Linked DNA regions of Triticum aestivum: region 2 is linked to region 1. A link is a contact called in public Hi-C data. All regions are on one chromosome and are shown on one strand. Each heading gives the region's core, a stretch centred on a gene start, on an enhancer-like site or on the middle of the called end of the contact. The rest is flanking DNA. Distances are from core to core; before and after follow the strand shown. Region 1 holds the start of LOC123074715 (phloretin 2'-O-glucosyltransferase-like). Region 2 holds the start of LOC123079095 (anthocyanidin 5,3-O-glucosyltransferase).

Region 1 (4,601 bases), core at 1,477-3,976:
AAGGCGAAGAGGCGGTGGACGGTTGCCACGGTACAAGAAGAGGCTAGTGGGGAGCGAACGGTTGCCACAGAGGTCACACACACTGACAAGAAGGCCGAGTGAACGTACCGCATGCGTATATCACACACACCTTGAACTGGCTGACCGTTTCTTTTGTGTTGCCTAATCACAAACAGTTCATCCGAATGCTGTACATCGCACACGTCTTCATCTGGCTGCCCGTTTCTTTTGTTCTTCCTCATCGCAAACAGTTAATTGAACTGAACTGTATGCCCTTCATCGCACACGCAACTAAAATCTGAACCGTGTTTGATGCACCCGTCATCACCAACGTTTTATACATTTTTGACGGTTTTCATACACCACCGTTTGCGATTATTGGATCGCACACAGTTTCTCAAAGGGTCTCTGATCGTAGTGTCGCGTTAGCAGCATCTTACAGTAGTGAGTGACAACATGAACGTATTCCTCATCACCAGTAAGCTCCACCTCTAGCCCACATATGCTAGAAGGGATAACGTTCTTCTCTTTCTCGTCCTTCCCTACATCTTCCACTCTTAGCCTCTTCACCAAGATATTTCACTGGCGCTAGCCAGCATTGAGTCAATATTAGTGTGTTCATCATTGACACCTCATCTACTTCTTTCTCATTCCTCGCCAATTTTAGTTCTCATTCCTACTTATTTTTTAGAGTACTTTTATTTCTTTTTTCGTCTTATTTTTTGAACACTCTTTCTTTCTTCAACACCATGGACCACTTGGTGGCTTTAGTTCTTTTTTCCTTCTTATTGTTGGAACACTCTTTCTTTCTACTATAGCATGAACCAACTGGTCAATGTTGTGTCATGTTGTCCTCACAGCGAAAAGCATAGTCGTCATCCATCTTGGTGAATGCTCAGTCGCTCATGTCCCGAGCGCATGGTGGTCGTCAAGGTTTTTAATTTTGGAAACAAAATAATTTTGGACCTCAGCGAAATATGTGAAATTTCAGAGATTTTACATATTTCTAAATTTGTTTCGGCTTTTAAGATTTCAAATATCACTTAATTTTAATGAATTCTAACATAATTTCTATTTACTTTGAAATCAGTTTGAGTCTATGTCGAATCTTTGGGTAAAAAGTATGCCAGACCCCACTGAAATATGTGAAATATCACAAATTTCACTAAAATATGCCGTTGTCCATGTTGGCAAGCGGTGCTTGACCATTTTGCTAATAGCCTGTTAATCATCTTTGCCCACGAGCGCTTTCAAAATGATTTGGCGTGATTAACTGCTTGCTTAATTAATTAATTTGTAGGCATAAATAATTGTCTGTGTGATTAATTAATTATATTAATGACTCGATTTCCAAATTAATTCGGTGTGAAGAATTTCTTATTTAAATGGACCTAATGAATTGCATACCTAATTAAATTTCTAGGTAATTAATTGCATTAATGATTTGATTTACAAATTGATTTAGTGCTTGATTAAAAAAATGCATGAATGGTTGCTATGAACGAAGATCACGACTATCGAGTATTGTAGGACATATTTTCTTAACTAATTTCTTATTTGTATGAACATACTTGATTTGAGAATGTAGACTGTCTGGCTCTCTGTATGACAAAAAATAAATATAATGTGACTGCGTCTACAAACATCTGTATGTGGCGGTCCGAGGACCCGCCTTCCGCCATGGCCGTCCTCGACGTCGTGATCCACATCATGGCATTCTCGAGCATCGCATCGGCGTTAGGCTCGGCCACAACGTCTTCCATGGTGTCGCGCACGGCGTCCCTCCGCAGGGGCGCACGGATGTGTACGCCCATAAGAAAAAAAGGTATATATTATTTTTATTGTATTAGAAAATTTGTGATTGTCAATTAATAATAGAGATAATGATAATAATAAATGGCATAGCACGCGGGATTAGCGATTTGTTATGAAGGAATACCTGATTTTGTTTTGGTAGATTATTGAGAAAAATCTATGTGTGTCTTTTAGGAAGGTGATCTTACATATATGGTGTGATTTTTAAATTCTTAATCACTTATTATTTATGTGATTGAATTGAATTAGCACCTGCCTAAACAAGCACGATACAAGATCTCCATAATGAGATTTGGTTTTTTAATGTGAAAGAGAAAAAACCAATGGGATGGGGAAGTGAGAGGTGAAACAAAAATATACTATACCAGGCTACCAACTCCCCCTTTAGGAGTAGAGATATATACATGTGGTTTGGTAGGATGAGAAAATGTGTATATTATTTGGTAAGATAAGAAAAAAGATATGTTGTTTTTGTTGTATTAGAAAAGTTGTGATTGTCATTTAATAGTAGAGATAGCGATATCAATAAATGGCAGCACATTGAGAAGTATCTTATTTTGTTTTGAAATGTTATAAAAAAAGTCTTATTTATGTTTTTTGGGTAGGTCATCTCATATATATGCTGTGATTTCTGAATTTTTAATTACCTATTATTTACTTGATTGAATTGAATTACCACCTTACAAAGTAAGCACGAAATAAGATCTTTCCCTTTGATGGGATTTGGTTCTTTAATGAGAGAGAAAATAAACCAATGGGATGGGATCGCGCGGCGATTAAAAATCAAAGAAATAAAACTGTGGAGGCGAAACTCTCAAGTCTCCTTCAGGCAAGTCCTCTAAAACCATTGCCGACATTAATAGTTAACCAAAAACATATCAATCTACCATCACGACCGCAGACTCCTTTACTTTTTTAAAATAAGTAAATATAAATATGCTAACTTTACAGCTGAAACCATTGCCAGCATTACTGGTTGCATGCGAAACCAAACTAAATCAAACAACGTATCAATCTACCATGACCGCAGACTCAAATATGCTGGTAGTCGCAGGCGGCTACGAAACATCGCCCGTATATATAACACACCCGATCGATTGCCAGCTTCTCTCCTTCAGAGTTCAGAACACTGCCACTGAAACACAGAAGCAAATATGCAGAGCACCGTCGTGCTTTACACATGGATGGTCAGGGGCCACCTCCATCCCATGACACAGTTCGCCCACCATCTCACCGCACATGGCGTTCCTGTCACCGTCGCCGTCGCCGACGTCCCGTCTACAGGCAAGTCCTCTGAGACCATTGCCGGCCTCGCCGCATCCTATCCTTCCGTCTCCTTCCACCTACTACCGCCGTCAGCGACCCGTTCCGCCCAGACGGCTGACCCCGATGCCGATCCATTCATCGCCCTTGTCGCTGACCTCCGCGCCACCAACTCCGCCCTCCTCGCCTTCCTGAGGTCCCTCCCGTCCGTCAAGGCTCTAGTCACCGACTTCTTCTGCGCCTACGGGTTTGATGCCGCCGCAGAGCTCGGCGTCCCGGCCTACCTTTTCTTCACCTCCGCTGCGTCGGTCCTTGCTGCCTACCTGCACATCAACGTCATGCGCTCCACTGTCTCCTTCCGGGACATGGGGCGCTCCCTGCTGCACTTCCCCGGAGTCCACCCAATTCCGGCGTCCGACTTGCCGGAAGTGCTGCTCGACCGCGGCGACAGCCAGTACAAGACAATCCTTAGCCTTATGGAGCAGGTGCCAAGATCTAAGGGCATTCTGTCGAACACGTTCAAGTGGCTGGAGCCCCGCGCCGTCAAGGCGATAAAAGACGGGACTCCCCGTCCCGGCGAGTCAGTACCGAAACTGTTCTGCGTCGGTCCATTGGTCGGCGAGGAGCGGGGAAGCACCGTGAAGCACGAATGCCTGAGATGGCTAGACAAGCAGCCAGCGCGGAGCGTGGTATTCCTCTGCTTCGGGAGCGCGAGCTCGGTGCCCGCAGAGCAGTTAAAGGAGATCGCCGTGGGACTGGAGAAGAGCGGGCACGCCTTCTTATGGGCCGTGCGAGCACCCGTTGCGCCGGACGCCGACGCAACGAAGCGGTTCGAGGGACGGGCCGAGGCGGCGGTGGAGCCGCTGCTGCCGGAGGGATTCTTGGACAGGACGAGGGGACGCGGGATGGTGGTTTCTTCCTGGGCGCCGCAAGTGGAGGTGCTCCGGCACCCGGCGACCGGCGCGTTCGTGACGCACTGCGGATGGAACTCGACGCTTGAGGCTGTTGTCGCCGGGGTGCCGATGCTGTGCTGGCCCATGTACGCGGAGCAGGGGATGAACAAGGTGTTGGTGGTGGAGGACATGAAGCTTGGGGTGGCCATGGACGGCTACGACGAGGCGACCGTGAAATCTAGGGAGGTAGAGGCGAAAGTGAGGCTGGTCATGGAGTCCGAGCATGGGAAGCAGATCAGGGAGAGGATGGCGATAGCGAAAGTGATTGCAGCCGATGCGCTGGAGACCGGTGGGTCCTCAGCGGCAGCATTTGTTGACTTCCTGGATGATCTCAAGATTTCCATGCTAGATGTTATTTAACCTTTAGTGTTCGCCTTGTTCAGCTTGGTGGAATTTGTTTTCTAAATGTTTAAAAACATCCGGCTGATTACAGCGCGGTGTAAACCTCCTCCAATGCGCGCCACGCCTCCAGTACAGAGCCACCACCGCTTTTGCTTTTCACTTAGAGCATGGGTAATAATATGCTCCCTTCGTGTTAAAATAGACTCGACTCAACTTTGTACTAACTTA
Region 2 (4,601 bases), core at 1,083-3,582, 750 kb before region 1:
TAAGCCTGCCATGTAGCTGAAAAATCTGATGTGGCAAGTTAATTAAGGCCTCTTCCAATGCAAAGGTGCTTAGGTGAGGTGCTAAGTGCATTAAATACCTTAGCAACTTAACTCCCCAATGCATAGGTGCTTACTTGTTGTTGCTAAGCTCACTTCATTTAATGAGTTAGCACCTAAAGTCTTTCATGCATTGGTCAAGTTGTTTCATTTAAGTGGTTTGCCTAAGTTCACGCGCTTGACATTGGTTCTTCCTGGGGTCACCAAAGTGCTCTCTCTCCTCCTTAATTGTTGCGCCATGTCATTTTGTTGCTTATGTGGCATGCTTAGCACTTGTCCACAGGATTTTTTGTCCAAAAGGACCACCTGCCCAACGAAATTGCTAGAAAAGACCTCGTCGGATGAAATTGGCAAAAAAGACCCCCTCGGCCATGGCGGCAACACTGTTTACGCGGGGTACGGTTTTGACACAGTAGAACGGCAACAAACGCGACTAAACAGTGTTGCCGCCACACCAGGAGGCGGCAACACTGTTCACTCGCAGCACTATCACTGTTCATACAGGATGAATAATAATTTTCAAAAAATGAAAAAAATAGCAGAAAAATTCAGAAAAATCTGATTTTTTTGTGAGCAAAGATGATCGAGTGTTCTAAGTGGGTGCAAAATTTCAGAATTTTTTTGAAATTACTGTTCATCCCACATGAACAGTGATGCCGCCACACCGGGAGGCAACATCGCTGTTCACTCACGTCTCGTTGCCGTTCTACCGCGTAAAACCATCCCCCGTGTGAATAGTGCAATGAACAGTTCTGCCGCCTGCTGGTGTGGCGGCAGGTGCCACGTGTCGGCTGGCGCGCCTGCCGCCATGACCGAGGGGGTCTTTTTTTGTCAATTTCATCTGGAGGGGGTCTTTTCTAGCAATTCCGTTTGGCAAGTGGTCCTTTTGGACAAAAACTCCTGTCCACGGTGGAGCACTGGGAAGGGCCTAGGAGGAGATAGATGAATATGGTGACCCTAGAAAAAAACAATGCCAAGCGCGTGAAGTTAAGCATAAATGAAAAAAAGCCCATCAATGCATGAAGAATTTTAGGTTGTAAATCATTCAAGGAAAAAAGTTTAGCTACAAGAAGCTAAGCATCAATGCATTGGAGAGTATAGTAACCAAGCTATTTAATATGCTTAGCACCTTATCTAAGGGGGTGTTTGGTTCAGGGACTTTTTAGTCCCAGAGACTAGAAAAAGTCCTTAAAAAGTCCCTAGGAACCAAACGGGAGGGACTTTTTCTACAGGGACTAGAAAAAGACTCTACTAGAGAGTCTTTTTTTGATTAGTCCCTGGGACTAGAAAAAGTCCTAGGACTTCTGAACCAAACACCCCCTAATAAGCATCGGTACATTGCCAGCAGCCTAAGACTAGCCACAGTGGGAGTAACTTCGGTAGTAACATCGAGTCCAACTCAGCAATTTTGCTTATGTGGCAATGAGTCAATGTGGAGAGATGTAGTACTAGTAACTTAGCTAGTTACTGTAACATCACATGTCCCAATGCAATATGAGTGTATAACGTAATAAATGAAGCTTTGTATGTTACCACACTTATGTTACTACCCACTATTGAGGTAGTAACATAGAGTAGTAACATGTAGATGTTACTACTCTATGTTACTACCCATTGTGGCTAGTCTAAGCACATAATTAAGTGCTTTAGTTGCTAACACCTCGTCTAAGCACCATACTTGGAAGAGGCAATTATTGCATTTTTCCTCCTTCGATTTTCCCTAGGCAGTCTGCTCGCTCATCCATTACGTCAGTGCACCAACAAGGGTCGGGGTCGCCCATGGGCATGGATGCGTACTGATCAATAAATAATGCCAGACGATAGGCGATCGGCCGGTTGAGTATGAGAAATGTACTTTGTGCTCCTGGCAACGCTCTGAACAGCAAGCAAACAAGTCCTTCTAGAAGAAGATGGCGGCGACACCAAGAGCCGATCGGCATAGCAAAAAGGCTCCCGTCACGGCTGACGTCGGCACTCCCGCAGGCGCCACAGCGCCACAGCTATCTCCACGGACCCATGCTTGTGTCCTACCTCAACGGCTTCAGGCTTCAGGCATCGTGACATGTCGACTCAGCTACTCCAAGCACCGTGGCTGGTCATGTGCCGTGGAACGCAATCCTGAGACTCCTGGAGCAAGAAAGGACTCGGCCGTTCGTCCGTTCGTTCGTCGTATGTGGCGCTGAGCTGAGCTCACGCTCTCACGCGGTCATGCATTGCCCTGGCCCTACCAATTTGGATTGAATTCGACGAGCCACCTATATAGGAGTAGCACGGTCCCGGTGGGTCGTTCGTAGAGCAGAGCAGAACTTGAAGCAGAACAGAGCCAAAACCAACCCAAAAAGCATTTCGTGCTAGGACAGTGAAGCCATGGAGAAGACCGTTGTCCTGTACCCTGGCGTCGGCGTCGGCCACCTGGTGCCGATGGTGGAGGTCGCCAAGCTGTTCCTCAAGCACGGCCTGGCCGTCACCGTGGTGCTCATCGATCCGCAGGTCGAGTCCACGGACTTCTCCGCCGCCGTCGCCCGCGCGAGGGCCTCCAACCCCTCCGTCGCCTTCCACGTCCTGCCGCCGCCGCCCGCCGATTCCAACTCCAACAGCGCGCCCACGCACCCCGTCATCCAGATTTTCCGGCTCCTGAAATCCATGAACGCTCCCCTCCTCGACTTCCTCCGCTCGCTGCCCTCCGTCGACGCACTCGTCCTCGACATGTTCTGCGTCGACGCCCAAGATGTCGCGGCCGAGCTCAAGCTGCCGGTCTACTACTTCTACGCGTCGGCCGCCGCCGATCTCGCGCTCTTCTTCAACCTGCCGAGCAAGCTCGCCGGCAGTAAGGTAAAGGAGCTCGGCGACTCTATCATCACTTTCCCGGGTGTTCCTCCGTTAAAGGCTTCGGACTTACCCGAAGTCACCCACAACGATGAAGTACTCAAGGCCATCTCAGGCATGTTCGACCGAATGCCAGATGCCAACGGAATTCTCATTAATTCCTTCGAGTCGCTGGAGACGCGGGCGGTGCGCGCTCTCAAGGACGGGCTCTGCGTCCCTGGTCGTGCCACGCCGCCGGTCTACTGCATCGGGCCGTTGGTTTCGGGAGGCGGAGACAAGGAGCACGAGTGCCTCCGGTGGCTGGACGCGCAGCCGGACCAGAGCGTGGTGTTCCTCTCCTTCGGCAGCATGGGCACGTTCTCCGGTAAGCAGCTCGAGGAGATTGCAACTGGATTAGAAAAGTCAGGGGAGAGATTCCTGTGGGTCGTGCGGAGCCCGCGCAATCCCGACTACAAGTACGGCGATTCGCTGCCGGAGCCCGATCTCGACGCGCTCATGCCGGAAGGGTTCTTGGAGAGGACCAAGGACAGAGGGCTCGTGATCAAGTCTTGGGCGCCGCAGGTGGAGGTCCTGCGCCACAGGGCGACCGGCGCATTCATGACGCACTGCGGCTGGAACTCGACGCTGGAGGGCATCACGGCAGGGTTGCCGCTGCTGTGCTGGCCGCTGTACGCGGAGCAGAAGGTGAACAAGGTGCACATAGTGGAGGGAATGAAGCTCGGGGTGGAGATGAGAGGCTACAACGAAGAGGTGGTTAAGGCCGAGGAAGTGGAGGAGAAGGTCAGGTGGGTTATGGCGTCCGAGGGCGGCAAGGCGCTCAGGGAGCGGGTGGCGGCGGCGAAGGATGCAGCTGCCGAGGCGCTCAAGGAAGGGGGCTCGTCCGACTTGGCGTTTGTCCAATTCCTCAACGACCTGGACACTTCCATAGCCCCAACCGTGCAGCATTGATGTGAAACTTGTAATCTTTATTTAATGTTCGATTCGTAGTAGCGGGCTATCTCATTTTGATATTATATGCGGACTAAGTTTATTTCCGAACCCTTTCGCAGCTACTGTTGGTTTGTTCGAAAAAAAAATTGCACTCTGCTTCTTGTGAGTACCTAACTGTTGTCTCTATTAATGGAATACTTTAGAAATCGAACTGTGCGACAACCGCACCCCTCCCTCCCAGCCACTCTCGCGGGCGCCCTCGGGGGAACCCTAGCTGCCGGCCCCCAGCCCCTCCCCTCCGGCCTCTCCTCCCTCGCCCCGCATCGCCGTCGGGCGAAGCCTGGCAGGCGTGGGTGGCGGCGGGGTCGACCCTTCCCCTCCTCGCGGATCCCCAGCCGGTGCGGGACGGCTGTCGCAGGAGGCACCTGGCTATGGCGGGGCCTGGTGGCACAGCTACGGGTGCTCCTGGTGGCGGCAGGTCGTCGTCTCGGTGGGGCCTCGGGTGGTGCGGTAGCTGCCATGGAGGGGTGTGTGTGGGCGCGGTTCAGCGTGGATCAGGCGGCGGATCTGGATCTAGGTGGCGCGGGCCGCGGGCGGCATGGCCGGCGGCTGGGGTCTGGCTTCGGGCTCCCGACGGCTGCGGATGGGTCTTCCCGTTGCGGTCGTGCGGTAGTTCTCCTCGGGCGACGGCGGTTCCGGTTGCGCCGCATATCCGGGTGCTGAGAAGGCGGAGGCGCAGTCACTTGACGGCAGGCTAGCGCGGCGGCCGGCGGCGCCGCCCTCCCGGC

The links. Hi-C and Micro-C count contacts between places; a contact is called where the count stands out from the background.
Region 2: a Hi-C map of leaf shows a contact between it and region 1, with 5 times the contacts expected there. The contact joins the promoter of LOC123079095 here to the promoter of LOC123074715 in region 1. A contact is called at or near these places in 2 of 5 Hi-C or Micro-C datasets (both in leaf).

What each region holds. Positions count from the first base shown.
Region 1 is chr3D:388,768,687-388,773,287 of IWGSC CS RefSeq v2.1, reverse strand. LOC123074715 (phloretin 2'-O-glucosyltransferase-like) reads left to right here and starts at 2,726. Exons shown (of 1, transcript XM_044497483.1): 1 at 2,726-4,532. The coding sequence starts at 2,970. The coding sequence ends at 4,391.
Region 2 is chr3D:389,520,041-389,524,641 of IWGSC CS RefSeq v2.1, reverse strand. LOC123079095 (anthocyanidin 5,3-O-glucosyltransferase) reads left to right here and starts at 2,332. Exons shown (of 1, transcript XM_044501769.1): 1 at 2,332-3,979. The coding sequence starts at 2,425. The coding sequence ends at 3,831.